Linked DNA regions of Ovis aries: region 1 is linked to region 2. A link is a contact called in public Hi-C data. All regions are on one chromosome and are shown on one strand. Each heading gives the region's core, a stretch centred on a gene start, on an enhancer-like site or on the middle of the called end of the contact. The rest is flanking DNA. Distances are from core to core; before and after follow the strand shown. Region 1 holds the start of CLDN3 (claudin 3). Region 2 has its middle 10 kb from the start of TMEM270.

Region 1 (3,912 bases), core at 43-2,542, 54 kb after region 2:
TGAAATGCTAAAAGGAATTTAAACTATAAAAACGGGGACAGGGCATTGTGGGGTGAATAGCTGCAATTTAAATTCTTTATCTATTTATTTTTTGGCCACGTGGCCCTTGGGGAATCTTGTGAGATCCTAGCTTGGGGGATCCTTACCTTGTGCTAACCAGGGATTGAACCTGGGCCATGGCAGTGAAAGCATGGAGCCCTAACCACTGGACAGCCAGGGAATTCCCAGCTGTGATTTTAAATAGTGTGGTCAGGGGAAGGCCTGGCTGGGAGCAAAAAGCTGAAAGGTAGAAAGAACGGGCCATGTGGTCTCTACATTATCCCTGTAGAGGACATGGCAAGGGTGGGGGCCCTGAGGAGAGGGGAAGTGAGGGACAGAATCTCCAAGGTCACCTCTGTAGGACAGAGAGCAAGGTGAGGGATAGCTCAGGTGTGGGAGCAAGGCCATTAGAGATAATGTCTTTGACTTCCCACCTTTGCCGGGATCAAAAGTCTCTCACCATCGTTTCAATAAGGTGGGTACTGACTCCTCCGGGTTAGGACCTGGGCTTTGTGGGAGGAGGGTGCGAGTGCGGTGTTTCTAGGAGGCGAGGCCAGCTCAGCGAAAGGGATCCAGGGACACTGTGAGGGTGAAGACATGGGAACTGCGGAGAGGCTAGAGAATCTGAGTTCAGCACTGGCTCAGGCGTGTCTTCAGGGCACCTTTGCGGGCTGTCCCCCGCTTCTGAGTCCAGACGACCAGGACTGGCAGTCCCATGGGCCTGGATCAGGCAGAGAGCGCGCGCAGGGAGGAGCGCTGCCTCAGGAGCCAGGGGGACGAGGAGCAGGTGCGCGGCTCGGAGGACAGCCGCCCACTCTCGTAAACTCTGGGCCACGCCCACAGCTGGCTGGCCACGCCCACACTGCCCGCCCCTTCCCCGTGGATCCCGGGCCACTGGCAGCACCCGCCTCCCCACGCCTCCTTGCTGCGGGTAGAGTGGTGGAGTGTCAAGCAGGTTGTGCTTTTCACCCCATTCCCCGGAGAATTCCTTTCCGAGCACTGGGGCGAGGGCGGGGTGGGCAGGAGCGAGGGGCTGGAGCGCAGGTCTCGGCCCCGCCCTCTAGGCAGCCCGCACCCTGGCGCCTTGAGCCACTCCTGGCCAAGTGCTTCCTCCCGGGGCACTTTAGTGAAGGGAGAAGAGGGGCCACGTCACTGTCCCCAGGCCTGGGAGAGCGCGGCTCCGCCCCTCCCGCCCCCGCCGGAGCGCTGGGCCGGGATCGAAGACTAACCGGCCCCTTCCTAGGGGCCAGCCCAGTCGCAGCCGCCCGCCTACAAAGCCACAGGCAGGTGCAGGCGCAGCCGCTGCGCCAACCGGCAGAGCGGAGCCGTTAGCGCGCGCCACCCTTGTGTCCGTTCGTCGGTCCGTCCGTCAAGCGGGGCGTCAGTCCGTCGGCTGCACCGCTGCTCCCGCCCAGGCCCCAGCGGCCCCGGCCCCTCGTCGTCCCGCACGTGGAGCCGCCCGGCAGAGCCGGCTTTGGCGCGGCAGCCATGTCCATGGGCCTGGAGATCGCGGGCACCTCGCTGGCCGTGCTGGGCTGGCTGTGCACCATAGTGTGCTGCGCGCTACCCATGTGGCGCGTGACGGCCTTCATCGGCAGCAGCATCATCACGGCGCAGATCACCTGGGAGGGCCTGTGGATGAACTGCGTGGTGCAGAGCACCGGCCAGATGCAGTGCAAGGTGTACGACTCGCTGCTGGCGCTGCCGCAGGACCTGCAGGCGGCCCGCGCCCTCATCGTCGTCGCCATCCTACTGGCCGTCTTCGGGCTCCTCGTGGCGCTCGTGGGCGCCCAGTGCACCAACTGCGTGCAGGACGACACGGCCAAGGCCAAGATCACCATCGTGGCGGGCGTGCTCTTCCTGCTGGCCGCCCTGCTGACACTTGTGCCGGTGTCCTGGTCGGCCAACACCATCATCCGGGACTTCTACAACCCGTTGGTGCCGGAGGCTCAGAAGCGCGAGATGGGCTCCGCCCTGTACGTGGGCTGGGCGGCGTCGGCGCTGCAGCTGCTGGGGGGCGCGCTGCTCTGTTGCTCCTGCCCGCCGCGCGACAATTACGCGCCGACCAAGATCGTCTACTCGGCGCCGCGCTCCACCGGGCCGGTCACGGGCACCGGCACGGCCTACGACCGCAAGGACTACGTCTGATGGGGTGACCGCGGGAAGTCCCGACCACTCCCACAAGCTGGCGCGCCCACCAGTCCTGCGTGCAGCCTTGCATCGGAGACCAGCCCCCGCCCCCCAGATGCCTGTCTGCTCACTCGCTGGACTGGGAGGGGCCCCCCCGGCACCCCCTTCCCCAGCTGCTAGCCCTCCCCGGGCCCGGGGAGCGGGACTGTGGAGCCCAGGGGCCTGCTGGCACGAACCTTTGAAACCTTGCCCCTCTGGTGCGCGGAACTGGGGTGACCACCGCTACTTGCCCGCCTGGTCGGACTGTGGCCACAAAGTTCTCTTTGCGCAGGGACCCGCAGCTTTGAAAAGGGGCCACGATATTTTTCAATAAAAATCTTTCGTTTTGCAGTTACTGGTGCCTCCTTGTCCTGAGCGCAGACAGGCCTCCACCTACTTGCAGAACTTCCCCTTCCCAACCACCACCACCCCCCGCCCCCCCGCCCCGCGTGCGCCCCCCAAGGACTGGCCCTGGCTGAATTCTGCGCTCCAGCTGCGGGATGAAGCTTAGAGAGTTTCAATAAGTTGTAAACTGAGCTGGGTACTCACTAGCTAGCTGGTCCTTTGGCCTATTCACTGGGGATTCAGACAAGGAAGGCCCACTCCGGAGGGGTGGGCAGGTGCACTCCTGGGCATGGAGGAGGTGGGGGGATGTCAGGGACCCCCTTCAGGTTTGCGCCTGGGACACCGGCCCTCCAAAGCGCTCCCCAATGCCTGAATCACCCTGCGGCATGTGAAAGAGCACATTCAATGCTATGATTTCATATTTGGGAAAGGAGAACAAAAAGATCTATTGTTTTGGTAAAACACACCACCAAAGGAAACTGGGTAGAATTGTGTCCCCAGGAGGACAGAAGAGAGAGGGGCCTCAGAAGGGTAGGGAGGGGGGAGGGGGTACTCAGAACTCTCTGGTGACACTCTAATGTTTAAGGTAAACAAGGCTGGAAGCACTTGTGTCTTGGAGAAGGTGTAGGAGGTTCAGGCAGTGGGAAAGGGGCCCAGTGTCCAGAGCTAGGGAAGTGGGATTTCACCTGGCTGGGTAGAGAGCAAGGTGAGGGAGGAAGTGGCGATGGGGCCCTGGTCCCTGGAGAGGCCAAGTCACAGGGAGTCTCGTGTGCAGAATTACAGACCCTGGATTGTACTGGATTGTTACCGGAATTGTGGAAGGGAGGTACCTGATCAGACTTTTGCTCTAGAATAACCTCTCCAGCCGGCCCTGCGGAACTGGGACTCAGGTGGAGGGATGAAGGCAGGAGACCGTCTTAGAGGCTGTGCAGCTGTCATCACGTGAGAGGATGCAGCCCAGAAATAAAGTAGGGATAGGGGGATGGGGGACCAGGCCTGATGGGGAGGGTGGCAGGGAGTGCTGTGAAAGAGGCAGGATGAGCCAGAGCCGGGCTGGAGAACCATTTGGGTATGTGGGGAGAGACAGCAGAAAAAGCTGGGTTCACCCAAATTTTTTACCTTAGGTCAGTGATTGAATGGTGGTACCATTTACCAAAATAGGACCAGGTTGCTGGGGGCAGTCGATGGGCTTAGCTGTGAGTGAACAGAGTTTGGCCAGCCTGTGGGACCTCCAGGCAGAGACGTCCAGGAAGAGACAGGGCATATATAGAGATCTGGAACTCAGGAGTGGTAAAACTGCTGTTGTTAGAATACATATGGCAACCGAAACCAGGGAAGTAGATGAGGTCAGTCTAGAAA
Region 2 (3,689 bases), core at 159-2,658:
TCGGATAAATGGGGCAAAAAGCACATCAACGCCCACAACAGATTGTAAAGTCACGCTGCATGGTACAAAAAACAACAATGGAAAATATAATTTTCACCCATTCATTTATTAATTTATGCAGAACCAATGTGTTTCACACTCTTGTTTTCTGCCGGCTCTCCTGGACTTCTCTCTGGGATCTCCCCCCACCCACCCACTCCCTACGCTTCCTCAGCAACTCCTCTCCCTACTTGCTCCTTCTGGCCGTCAAAAGGGGGCTTCCCGGGTGACTCAGTGGTACAGAGCCCACCTGCCAATGCAGGGGACAGAGGAGACGTGGGTTCGATTCCTGGGTCGGGAAGATTCCCTGGAGGAGGGCGTGACACCCCTCTCCAGTATTCTCGATGGGAAAATCCCATGGATAGAGGAGCCTGGTGGGCTACAGTCCATAGGGTGGCAAAGAGTCAGACACGACTGCTTGACCAAACACACACTCATCAAAGGACATTTAGGGTCTTTCCATTTCTACTGTGAATAACACTGCAGTGAACTTGGGGTATAGATGGGCCTCCTCACAATCCTGATTCCGATTCCTTTGCAGCCACACCCAGAAGTGGGCTTGCTGGGTCCTAAGGTAGTTCTAAGTTTAATTTTCTGAGAAAACTCCATCCTGTGTTCCAGAATGGCCGCACTAATTTACATTTCCACGTGTGAGATGTGACCACGTGGATGGAGCTGGAGGACACTACTCTAAGAGAAATAAGCAAGACACAGAAAGAGAAAGACCGCCTAACCTCAGTTCCATGCAACATCTAACAAAGCTGAACTCTTAGAAAGTATAAAGAGGGTGGCCAGAGGCTGGGGTTGGAGGAAATGACAACCCACTCCAGTATCAAAGGGTACGAAGTCTCAGTTATACAGGATGAGTAAGGTTTAAAGAGCTAACCTGCAGCACGGCAATGACAGCTGACAATGCTGCGTTGTGTACTTGAAACTTGCTAAGGGGCTAGGTTTAATTACATCTTCTCAACACATGCTGACTGTAGAGGTGACAGAAATGTTGTTTAGCCGGATTGTGGAGATTGTTTCACAATGTATAGGTATCCCAAAACACCAAACTGTAAACATTAAGTGTATACAGTTTGGGGAGTTCCCTGGTGGTCTAGTGGTTGGACTGGGTGCTTTCACTGCCATGGCCCGGGGTTCAATCCCTGGTGAACTGAGATCCTGCAAGCCGTGCGACTCAGCAAAAAGGAAAAAAAAGTATACAATTTTTATTAAAAGAAAGAAAAATGTTCCTCACTGCCCCTTCACTTGATCATTTAAGCCATATTGTTGAAAGAAGTTGTGCAGCCACCAGCCACTGGCCACACAGCTTCTGCCCATGCCGCCCCACTGCCCTGGCCCGAGTCACTGATAAACTCCTTGTTGCTGGATCTGGTGTAGAGAGAGCTGGAGCAAAGCCAACAGGTAGTGACAGCCTGGAAGAAAGGTGTGCAACCCGTGAAACAGTCCAAGGACAAGTAGCCAGAATTCACAGAATATCTAAGGAACGCCTACACATCAGTCAGATAAAATCAAGTGACTCAGTGGAACACCTAGGCAAAGGCAAGTCACAGGAGGGAGAAAAAAAAACCAAAGAGCCAAGAATGCAGGAAAAGACGTTCGACTTCGTTAGTTAGCGAGGGAGATGCAAAATTAAAACCACAATGAGATACTATCTCATTTGCAAAAACCAAGAAAGTCTGACGCTACACTGGGCATGGATGAGCTCACGGGGCTACCGGAGCATCGGACTTTGCCCATCTCTGAGCCCACAGCTCTCTGTTGGTTTTTCAGACTCTCAGAGTGGTGAGAAGGGTCCTGTACAAAACCACCCATTACTCAGACATGGGAGACTGAAATGCAAGTTACCAAAATAGCAGCTACCCTCACTGCACCTTTGTTTTCTCTCCATCCTGCTTCGCAACCGGTTGGATTGTTTTTAACCACCCCCTCAAGGGTTGCACACCCCAGCCTGAAAGGCACTCCTTCCAGAAGCATTCGTCTGTGAATGAAAAAGCATGTGAGAGACTGCGTGCGGCAGCATTTTTTCCATCACTAGGAAAATGAATAAATATACTGGGTATATCGGGCTCAGGGATGACTAAGCAGTGGCTAAAATGAATGTGATCTATATGCGTCAGCATGGACAGGTCTGAAAAACATAGCGTCACGTGAGAGGGGAAAGTTACAGAGTAATAGCTGTGAAATGATAGCATGTGTGTAATTTTTTCAAACCCATTAAGCAGTATTATATGCTGTTCTGGACACAAGTATAGTGAAAATATTTTTTAAAAAAAACAAGACCTAGGGACTTCCCTGGTGGTCCAGGGGTTAAGCTCCGTGCTTCCAAGGCCTTGGAAGCACAGAGCTCAGGTTCAATCCCTGTTTGGGGAACTAGGATCCCACATGCTGCATGTTCTGGCCAAAGAAAGACGTAGAAGATCCCTGCCCATTCGTGATGGTAGCTGGTTCCCTAGAGCAGCAGATGGAGGAGGGTGAGACTCAGAGGGAACTTCAGCTTCACCTGTAATGCATTCCTCTTTTTCTATTTTCAAATATTCAGAAGCCGTAATGACAAAACACTAACATTTGTTCACTCCAAATGGTGGATACCTTGAGGTTGAGAACAAGCCAGGCGAGAAAAGATCTGAAAGAAGAGTAATCAGGCCAAAAAAAAAAAAAAAAAAAACCAGCAGTGCAAAGGCCCTGAGGTCACCATACCACGTTTCAGGATCAGCAGAGGCCAGGATCCTGGAGTGAAGAGGAAAAAGGCTAAGGATGAGGTTGGTAAGGAATCTGATTTGAGGTTAAGCAGAAGGGGAAATTCACCAAACTTATACTATAAAGACATCATTCTGGTTGGGCATATTTTATTAACAGTTGAAACTGAGTGGTAAACACATAAGGTTATTGTCTTAATCTCTTCTTTTGTGTGTGTTTGAAATTTCCCATTAGAAGTTAAAAAATAATAATAATGACCTCTGGCTGTGAGGGAAACGGACTGGGTATGGGGACAAAGGGGAGGCAGGGAGGCCAGTTTAGAGGTCGCTAAAGGGGTTTGGGGAAGGTGGGAGGGGCTGGGGAGGAATGGAACAGACACAGGATTTGCCCACAGACAGAATGTGGGATGAGAGAAAATTTGGGCTGAGTCTTTGCATGCCTAGTGGTTCCGGCGTCTGTGAAGATGGGAGGGGTTTGGGAGGAGGAGGCCCAGGAGAGCCCCCCTCCGAAGGGAGAGGTCAGGCACACAAGTCCACAGTTCAGGGAAGAGTCAGAGCCAGTCACCCATTTGGGAGTCACTGGGGGCTTCTCAGGTGGTGCTAGTGGTAAGAACCCACCTGCCAATGCAGGAGACACAAGAGCTGCGGGTTCAGTCCCGGAGTCGGGAAGATCCCCTGGAGGAGGGCATGGCAACCCACTCCAATATTCCTGCTTGGAGAACTCTATGGACAGAGGCGCCTGGCAGGCTACAGTCCTTGAGGTCGTAAAGAGTTGGAAAATGACTGAGGAGACTTAGCACGCACATACGGCGTATAAATAGCATTTAAACCCACGAGACTGGATGACAGAGACCCCCTAGGATGTGGGTATTGATGGAGGAGAAAGAGGGCCCAGGACAAGCCTGGGGGGCCCCTCCTATTACAGGTGGACGAGAGGAGAGGAGG

The links. Hi-C and Micro-C count contacts between places; a contact is called where the count stands out from the background.
Region 1: a Hi-C map of mixed tissues shows a contact between it and region 2, with 3 times the contacts expected there. The contact joins the promoter of CLDN3 here to the enhancer-like site in region 2. A contact is called at or near these places in 3 of 16 Hi-C or Micro-C datasets (liver, mixed tissues and skin fibroblasts).

What each region holds. Positions count from the first base shown.
Region 1 is chr24:33,969,971-33,973,882 of ARS-UI_Ramb_v3.0, forward strand. It overlaps CLDN3 (claudin 3), which reads left to right and starts at 1,293. Exons shown (of 1, transcript XM_004020967.5): 1 at 1,293-2,563. The coding sequence starts at 1,528. The coding sequence ends at 2,187.
Region 2 is chr24:33,915,938-33,919,626 of ARS-UI_Ramb_v3.0, forward strand. No RefSeq gene overlaps it. Among named protein-coding and RNA genes, the nearest start is that of TMEM270, 10 kb to the left of the region's middle. Within about 2 kb of position 1,409, at least 5 of the 54 cell types and tissues checked have an H3K27ac peak or open chromatin away from gene starts, as enhancers often do.